Regions from separate parts of the Sus scrofa genome. Here regions 1 and 3 are each linked to region 2. Evidence: chromatin contacts called from public HiChIP or PLAC-seq data. All regions are on one chromosome and are shown on one strand. Each heading gives the region's core, a stretch centred on a gene start, on an enhancer-like site or on the middle of the called end of the contact. The rest is flanking DNA. Distances are from core to core; before and after follow the strand shown. Region 1 holds the start of INPP5F (phosphatidylinositide phosphatase SAC2). Region 2 holds the start of FAM45A (protein FAM45A). Region 3 holds the start of MCMBP (minichromosome maintenance complex binding protein).

The links. HiChIP or PLAC-seq counts read pairs in DNA pulled down with a chosen protein or histone mark.
Region 1: an H3K27ac HiChIP or PLAC-seq map of alveolar macrophages shows a contact between it and region 2. The contact joins the promoter of INPP5F here to the promoter of FAM45A in region 2. A contact is called at or near these places in 1 of 47 Hi-C or Micro-C datasets (heart right ventricle) and 1 of 2 datasets of contacts at active chromatin or transcription factors (alveolar macrophages).
Region 3: an H3K27ac HiChIP or PLAC-seq map of alveolar macrophages shows a contact between it and region 2. The contact joins the promoter of MCMBP here to the promoter of FAM45A in region 2. A contact is called at or near these places in 1 of 5 promoter capture datasets (liver) and 2 of 2 datasets of contacts at active chromatin or transcription factors (alveolar macrophages and skeletal muscle).

What each region holds. Positions count from the first base shown.
Region 1 is chr14:129,576,359-129,579,058 of Sscrofa11.1, forward strand. INPP5F (phosphatidylinositide phosphatase SAC2) reads left to right here and starts at 1,255. Exons shown (of 19, transcript XM_013983807.2): 1 at 1,255-1,535. The coding sequence starts at 1,439.
Region 2 is chr14:129,005,821-129,008,628 of Sscrofa11.1, forward strand. It overlaps FAM45A (protein FAM45A), which reads left to right and starts at 1,389. Exons shown (of 9, transcript XM_013983795.2): 1 at 1,389-1,535. EIF3A (eukaryotic translation initiation factor 3 subunit A) reads right to left here and starts at 1,348. Exons shown (of 22, transcript XM_001928342.6): 1 at 1,105-1,348. The coding sequence starts at 1,153.
Region 3 is chr14:129,740,752-129,743,598 of Sscrofa11.1, forward strand. It overlaps MCMBP (minichromosome maintenance complex binding protein), which reads right to left and starts at 1,454. Exons shown (of 16, transcript NM_001243591.1): 1 at 1,186-1,454. The coding sequence starts at 1,243.

The sequences.
Region 1 (2,700 bases), core at 5-2,504, 570 kb after region 2:
GTGTGGGCTGGAATAATTAGTAAAGTGGAACTTCTTCCTGAAAAAAGGGCCTCTCACTTTTATCAAGCAGAAGGTTAAAAGTATTGCCTTGCTTTTCTTGTCTCCAACCTCATTTTTGTTTTGTTTATTCTCTTCCTTTCTAAGGCATTAGAAAAGGCAGGAGATTGGAGTAGAAAGACTTGATGACTTATAAAACTGGGAGTGTAATTAGTCATTTAGTGCACCCACCATCTGAGACCAAGAGGCTTTCCCAAGATCACACAGCTAGATCATCCCTGGAGTGGGGCCTGGAACTGGGGGCCCAACTCCCAAGCTCCATTCTGTGCAAGGTACCACCTGGCCATTCAAGTTAGACAGCTCAAAAGATACTCAGGAGTGCTTCTGACTTCTACAAGATATTTTCCAACCACCTTAGCCTTGTCAAACTAGATCCCTTTCACCTCCTTGACATTTTATTGTCTTTTCACAGGCATCCTGCTGAATTCAGGGCACGATAGCTTATGAACTTTGCTCTCTTCCTCCTAGTTATTTAGAGCACTGTGCTGCTAATACTTGTTCAATTTCTATTGTTACACGCTCTTCACTGATGTGTATTTATTGAATGTCTGCTGCTGTCAAACGTCGCAAGATTCTAAGAGGAAATTCCAAAACAGACGTCCCGGTTCGCGGAGAGTCTGGCTGGGGATGGACCCCTGCAACCTGAGCCGCCTTTCCCGTTCTCCTAGTCTGGGGTCTCTGCGGGCAGACTAGATTTAGGGAGTCGGCCTGGCTTGTCTCAGGGCTGGTGAGAGAAACGAATAACCTGCTAGTATTGGAGGGGAGGCCCAGGAGTGGGCTTCTGTTCCAAAGGTCGCAGAGCAGCAGGGCGGCCAGTCTGATTCAGCCAGGCCCAGGCTGGGAAGCGGTCGCCCGGGGTGGGAAGGCGATCCCGCCAGGGGCGGGGCCTGGAAAGAGCGGGAGGAGGAGGAGGGGGCTGGGATAGGGAAGAGAAGAAAGAGGAGGAAGAGCCTCGGGGTAGGAACCAGGAGGAGAAACCCAGCTGAAGAAACCCAGAAGCTGGAGAAGGCGGCGGGAAAAAGCAGGAAGAGGAATGGAGAGGAGAAAGGGGGGGGGAGGAGACGGGGAGGGGGAGGAGTCTGCGAGAAGTCGGGAGTGGGTGGAGCAGGGGGAGGAGCCAGGGAGGAGCCGGGCGGGGGCATAGAGGGGCGGAGCCGGGGGAGAGGCCTCCCAGGCCGCAGCCGCCGCTGCCGGGGCGCGTTCCCCTGCCGCGGGTTTGGCCGCCGGGGCGCTCCCTCAGCCGCCGCTCCCTGAGGCGCCGGCTCTGGCGGCCCCGGCCGACGAGGACGCCCCGCGCGGGCTGCCGCCGCTGGGGCCGGGGGACCGCGGAGCCGCGGGCGCTCCCGGGCCGCCGCCGCCTCCCTCGGCGCCCGGGGCCGGCATGGAGCTCTTCCAAGCCAAGGACCACTACATCCTGCAGCAGGGCGAGCGCGCGCTGTGGTGCAGCCGCCGCGACGGCGGCCTCCAGCTCCGACCCGGTGAGCCTGGCGGCGCTGGGTCGCCCTGGGACTGGGAGGGGGCGAGGAGGGGGCGCGGCCGGGCCCCTCAGCTCGGGGCTGGGGTTCCGGCGCCGCCTGGGGCCCTGGCGGGCGGGGCGGGGCGGGCGCCGGCGAGGGCGCGCGATCTGTCATTATTTCCTGACGCGAAGGAGCGTTCGCCTCGCCCCTGCCCCTCTGAGGGGGACAAAGGGCCGTCGACCCTCGTCCTTCCGAGCGCGCTTCCGCTTGGAGATCTGCTCCGCTGCCCCGGAGAGCGGACCCGAGTCGCGCCGCGGGCGGTCGGGGTCGGGCTGCCCCCCAACGGGAAAGTTCGGGCGAGGTGCGCCTGGCCTTAAAGGCCTCTCCCACCCTGGAGTGGCCTCTGACCCGTCCTTTGGGAGAAGTTCTGGGTTCGAATTCCGATCTCAGGCCGGAGGCGGTCACACCAGTTCAATGGAACGTCCTGCCGAAGCTTCACTCCCGGTTGACATCTTTGTGTCACTGGTCCTTTAGCATTAAAGGTGTGACTTCATTTTGGTTACCTCATAGGCACTCAATTTCCGGCGCCCTTTCTTTGATTTTAGTATTACAGTTAAACAGCAGCGTGATGTTAAACTTTTAATATTTTTGTGTCACTCAAGATCGTGCGATTCAGAACGTCTTGGGGGGGGGGTCCATGTTTGGGTGTCCTGCAAGCTGTCCCGAGATGCCTGAGTCTACAGCGATTAGTTTGCGTGAGAGAAACTAGGTCACAGTGGTGAGTTAAACGGGGCAGGCCCTGCCCTCAGAGAGCTGACAGTCCAGGGGTCGGTTTCTTTTGAGGGGGCTCAGTAGCACCCCTCTTTGGAGGGGACCAGTCCTTTTTTCCTAATTACCACAGAGATCTTTCATTTTAGGAGAGGTGAGAGAATAGAGTTCTTTAAAGAAGTAGTGTTTCAAGTTGTAATTCTTGCAAGTAACTAGACAAAAGAATTACATGGTATGAATGAAATGTGTGAAAGGTACTAAAGGAACTTTTCATATATATCACAGCAGTTTCCATTTATAGGGAGGTTTCCAAGGAACTGGTCCCTCAATGTATTCTTGCCAATCCTCACAACTGCTTTACAAAGCACGTGGTGGTATCCTCTTCTTCAGGTGAGAAGACAGGTGTGAAAGGTTGAGA
Region 2 (2,808 bases), core at 139-2,638:
ACTGTGACTGACACGGTATATTCATCTCCAGTACAGATGAGAACCAACCCTTGTTTGAGTAGAGGAAAGGTGAAAATATGAGCAATGGATACACTAACACTTATAAGCCCTAAATAATAATAAAAGTTGTTTAAGACCAGAGGCACGTATATTAGATTTGCACTTCCATAACGTCAACGTAATAAATGCCTCTTGAATAGACCGGCACACACACAAGTTTCCCAAAAGCTCCAGTGGCTTAAGTACACAAACGGAAATAAAAATCGCAAGCAGCAGTGCCATGGTGGGGAAAAAAAGACCGATCTGGAAGTTAAGAAACCTTGGTTTGGTCTCCAAGCTCAACAACTAACTCCCAGAGTGACCTTGGACAAATCTGTCTCTCTAGGCCTCACTTTCGTTATCTTTACGAGAGAACTTGAAGTCTCTCTCATAGTATTAACTCTGTCCCAACTTCTGAGAGTCGAAGTAAGCTGCTGACTGCCAATAATCAATGCCAGAAAACACAGGAAACCAGTTAAATGGGTCAGAGTCCCCGAAGAGGAGACAGTGGCCAGAGGGGAAAGGGACGTGGACCCTGACCCAGAAGAGCGAGGCGCTAGATTGGGGGGGGGGGGGCGCCCGGAGGTGTCAGCGGGAGGGCCGGAGGTGGGACCGCCGGCTCCCGGCCGGACGGGAGGTGGAGTCGAGGTTCTCGCGTGCATTGTCCCCGGGAGGGAGCCATGTTTCCTCCTCCCCGGCACTCCCAGATGGCGGCCGGGGGCGCGGAGCCTCAGCAGAAAGCCCGTGGTCTGGAGGGCAAGCGGAGGCGGGAAGGGAGAAGCTCCGGCCCGGGTAGGCCTGTCCCAGGAGCTGCGGCCCAGACGGCGGCGGGGGGAAGTAGGGTCCCCACAGCGACGGTTCCGGGCTGCGCGCCTCTCACCCCCACGTCGGTTGGAGCGAAAGAGGCAACATGCCCAACCACGGGCTGGGTCGGTGGCGGGCAGGCCGCATCGGCCTCCTGTGCAGCTGCAGGCGGGCAGCAGAGCAGAGAGAAGCAGTCCCCGGCCCCGCGACCTCCCAGGCCTCGGGCCGCCCCAGCCCGGCGCGCCCCGATCCCCTACTCACCGTTGGCGCGTTTGAGGGCATTTTCCGGCCTCTGGAAGTAGGCCGGCATCTTGGCGGCAGGCTCAGCTCACCCGGCGTTAGCGAACTCCTTAGGGGCCCGGGCCGGGAGAGGAGACGAAGGGGAACCAGCGCGAGGCTCCACGCGCCTCGCCAGCAGTCGCCCGCGCCCAGCCGGCCAGAGACGGAAAGGAAGAAGCCACGTGACCCCCGCGCGGCGGCGCCGCCGCCGCCGAGGCCCCGGATGTAGAGGCGGGTCTCCGCGCACGCACCGCCTCTCCCCGCGCGCAGGCGCGTTGGCGTCACGCGTGCCCGCTGACGTGGCGATGGCAGGCGTCCTTGAGTTCCGTCGCCTCTTCGGGACTCCGCTGGGAAACGTTAGGGAGCCGGTTGTCAGGCCTTTCGCTCCTGGAGCGAAAATCGGAGTGGGCAAGGTGAGAGTTGGGTCAGAGCTTCTGGCTGGCGAGAAGGCAGGTGTCTGCATAGAGTCGTCCCTAACTTGATTTATGCAAAGTTTTTCGAAGTTACCGTCAGGTCGCTCTGCCTAGGGAATGGCCTGACTTGGCTGCATTAATTGCCAGATTGGTTCATTTAACAAAAATACGTTGGGCAGATATTAGGCCAGCAATACTTGCCACTGGGAGATTGTGGTGACCTGTCACATGGCAGACTAGCATGAGGAGGGATGTAATAAATAACTAAACAAATAAGCGATCTTATTTCATATCTAGGTAAAATTTTAAAGCTGGTGACACAGAGGTTGCCTGGTCCCTCAGAGAAGGCGAGTTTTGAGCCGAGACCTGAAGGATGGGAATAGACTGTTAACAACAGTCTGACAGGGGACAAAAAGACCTGCAGCAAAACAGACCCTCAAAATATTTGAAAATATATGCGAGTGTTGTTGCCTTTATATTCAGCACATATCGTAAACACATGTAGGAAAAATGAGTGTTAGTGAAAAAAATCCATATATAACAGGCCCTTTGTTACAGTCTTATTATTGATTAATAATTTTAATGTGAAAACATTGTACGTAGAACTTGAAAGCCATTTACACTGAAGCTAACCATTCAAGCCTTGTGTGAAATTAAGATGAGTTCAGAAGAAAAATTCAGAAAGCACCAGTGGAATAAATTGTTGCAAATTTATTACGCATTTTGTAATAATAGATGGGATATGTGAATTGAGAGAGTGCTACATTAAGGAGTGAGGAAACTACAGTACCTGCGCACAGAAAGCATTTCCCCTGCATTCCTTTGCCTCATAAAAAAAGATTGTTCTATTTAACTTTATCACTGTGAAGAAAGAAAATTTCTCTTTTCTTTGTTGGGGCCCTGTGTGCAGTGGCTGCAAACAGCAGCCTGCCAGGTGATGTCTGCAGTTTGTCGCTTGTCTGGGTTGCCCTAGGGGATATAGGAGACAACCCTTTCCAGTGGACATTCATGATAGGCATGCTGTCCCCTATGTAGGCTCCAGACAGGTATGCCCCAGTGCCTTTGCAAAGCCCAGGGCACAGTGGCCAGGGTCCACATTGCTCAAGTTATAATGTCCACCTGCACCAAAGCTGCAGAACAAGGATCCCTATGCAAGGCCAAGTTCAAGTTTGCTGGCCGCCAGAAGAGCCACATCTCCAAGAAGTGGAGATGTACTAAGTATAATGAGGATAAATTTGAAAACATGGTGACAGAAAAGCAGCTTATCCCGGAT
Region 3 (2,847 bases), core at 204-2,703, 730 kb after region 2:
CCTTGATGGATATACACTGTTGTTGTTTTTTAATTTAAGCTACATACAGATTTAATTTCTTCTTTATCAGATTGTCACTCCTCATTAGCTACAATCCAGATGCCAACCCAGGCCTTCTAATTTGCTGCCTCTAGCTTCTGCCTAGGAAACCAGATAGCTATACTAGTTCAAGCTATAAGGAAAATGAATAAAGAATTGCTGAGTGAGTCTTTCCCACAAGGAATACATACATTTTCTGCCTTCAGTTTCGGCTGCTGGAAACAATTTAGCTTCTTAATAGGCATTCTCATTAATATCCCACGATGCCTTAAGTGATGAAGGCCACTCTACCTACAACTTTGTTACCTCCTGACAAGTCAGGTGTTCTGATCTAACAGTGATTGCTGGCTGGGTTTGCCTCCACCCCTCCTAAGTGCAAAAGACATGGAAAGTAGGGCCAAAATGCCCAGGTAACGGCAAACAAACCTAAATTTTCCTTAGTGGACCCTAGCAGAAGAGTGGCATTGACGATAATTCCAACTAAAATTTACTAAGCCTGTCTGCAACATTCTGAGCTCTTTCTATGTAGGAACGCATTTAAGGAGTTCAACATTTCTTACTAGCTCTGGCACAAGGAGGAGATGGAGACCAAGCGGTTTTAAAGGCATCCCAAAAGAAAAATGAAGCTATTACACTAAATCTTATCTCGAAACGCGAGGATGTGTGTAATACAGGAGTTGGAGCCAACTTCTGCTGCGAGCGAGCGAGCGAGCACTCCCCCGACACACCGGAAGTTTTGAAATACCCCGCAGGCTTCCCATAGGCAAAGTGCTTTTCCTTCACCCCATCTCTGCGAGCCCTCCCCAAGGTTCAAGGACCCGTCCGAGTTTTGCCGCCGGGCTAGGGCCCCAGCAGTGCCACCAAGGGAAGCCGGGCCGTCAATCACGGCCGGCCGCCAGCTCCTCGCCGCGTAACCTTGGCCGCTCGCGAACCGCGAATCGGGCAGGTGGGAGGCACCTGCGGCCCGGCCCGGGAAGCCGCGGCCCGCGGTCCGGGGTGTCTAAGGCGGACCGGCGCAGGCCCGGCTGACCGTCTCGGCCGCGCGAGCCCTCGAGGTGGCCCCGCGTGGGGCCGCGCAGCGGGGCCGGGCCCGGGGCTCGGTCAACTCGGCGGCCCGCCCGGCCCGCCCCCGGGGCCGCCACTCACCGAAGAAGCCCTGCACGATCCCCAGCGGGTGGCTGAGCCAATCCTCCCCACAGGGCATCTCGCCGACGGGCCGGAGCCGGCGCGGCCCGGCGTCCCGCGCCGCGGCTCCTCCTCGGGGGCTCGGCCGCTCCTCGCCCGCGCCCTCCCACGCAGGGTGAGCCTCGCGGCACCGGCCGCTCGGCCTCCCGGCGCCTCAGAGAACAGCGGCTGTGGCAGCAGCAGCCGAGGAGCTGCCGGCTACTGGCAGGCGCCGCGTGCGGAGCCCCCAGCCTCCACTTCGCACAATGGCGGGAAATAGGCGCCGCCGACCGCGCTGCCTGCGACCTGGGTGGAGCTCGCGCGGGGAGGGGCGGCGGGAGCGCGCTGCGCGGCCCCGGGCGGGAAGGCGGGGCCGGCCTACTGGGCGGGGGGCCGGCCGGCCCGGGGCGGGGCCGCGGCGGCGGAGCGGTCGCCATCTTGGAGACGGGCGAAAGGAAGGGCAGGCGCGGCCTCCGGAGCTCCGACCCTGGCGTCGGGGGCTGAAGGCGAGTGGTGCTGGGTGTCTCTCGCTGCCAGCTCGAAGGGGGAGACTCCCGAAGTCCGGTTCGTTTTTCATGATGCGAGGCCTTGCACGGTTTGGAGGCTGTAGCAGTCCAAAAGCACAAACCCAAAGAGACTTCAAAGTTATCTCTGGGCAAAATTAGAGGATAAAGCAGCCTTTCGTGTCTGCCCACCTTCCTCTAATTGCCTTTCTTTTTTTTTTTTTTTTCTGATGGCAACTCTCTTTCGTTCCCTGCCCAAAACCCTATGCAGTGACTTGCCCTCAGATGAAGTCTCAGCCCCCCAGGCAGGTGTGTGTTTAGATAGGGGAATTTGAAAGTCTGCAAGCTCCCTTTGCTGCCATCTCAGGCCTTGTAGAGGGACTAGGTCCTAAGTGAGAGGCAAGTTCATAACTGTGAAAATATACCCTGCCTAGAAGCTGGAAAGTGCGCTTTGGGGAGGTTCCTGCAGAATGTGTCAGGATACCCTCAGACAGTGGTAGCACACACAAGATAAGTCAACAGTAACCTTCGAATGAGGAAATTTGGAAATACCCAAGTTCTGTAGTGAAATAGTTTCCCCTAGGCCTGGAATAGGTCTGAGAAAACCCTGCTCATCAGCTGAAAACAGGTCGTGTTAAGAGAGGAAGGATCTGAATGGAGCCCAGAAAGCGGGCAGCTGGAGAACTGAGCTCAGATCTCAAGACCTCTTAGGGGCCAAAGGGGGTGTTTTTATTTGTCATCTTCAACTATTTATTCTCCCCATTGGTGGGGTGGGGGTTGGGGAGGTCAAGGTTGGTTGAATTGAGGATGCGGAATTTGCAAATACAGGGGGCAGAGTACTTTTTTTTTAAACAGCTGCACCTTTATGAAAGTTCCCAGTCTAGGGGTTGAGTCCGAGCTGCAGCTGCTGCCTATGCCGCAGCAGCACCGGATCCGAGCTACTTGTTTGACCCACGCTGTAGCTTGCAGCAATGTCCCATCCATCCTTAACCGCTGAGTGAGGGCTTGGAGCAAACCCACATCCTCACAGAGACAATGTTTGGTCCTTAACCCACCAAGCCATAAAGAGAACTTTTTTTTCTTTCTTTCTTTTTTTTTTCCAATTGTCTGGCTGCACCTGGGGCATATGGAAGCGCCCAGA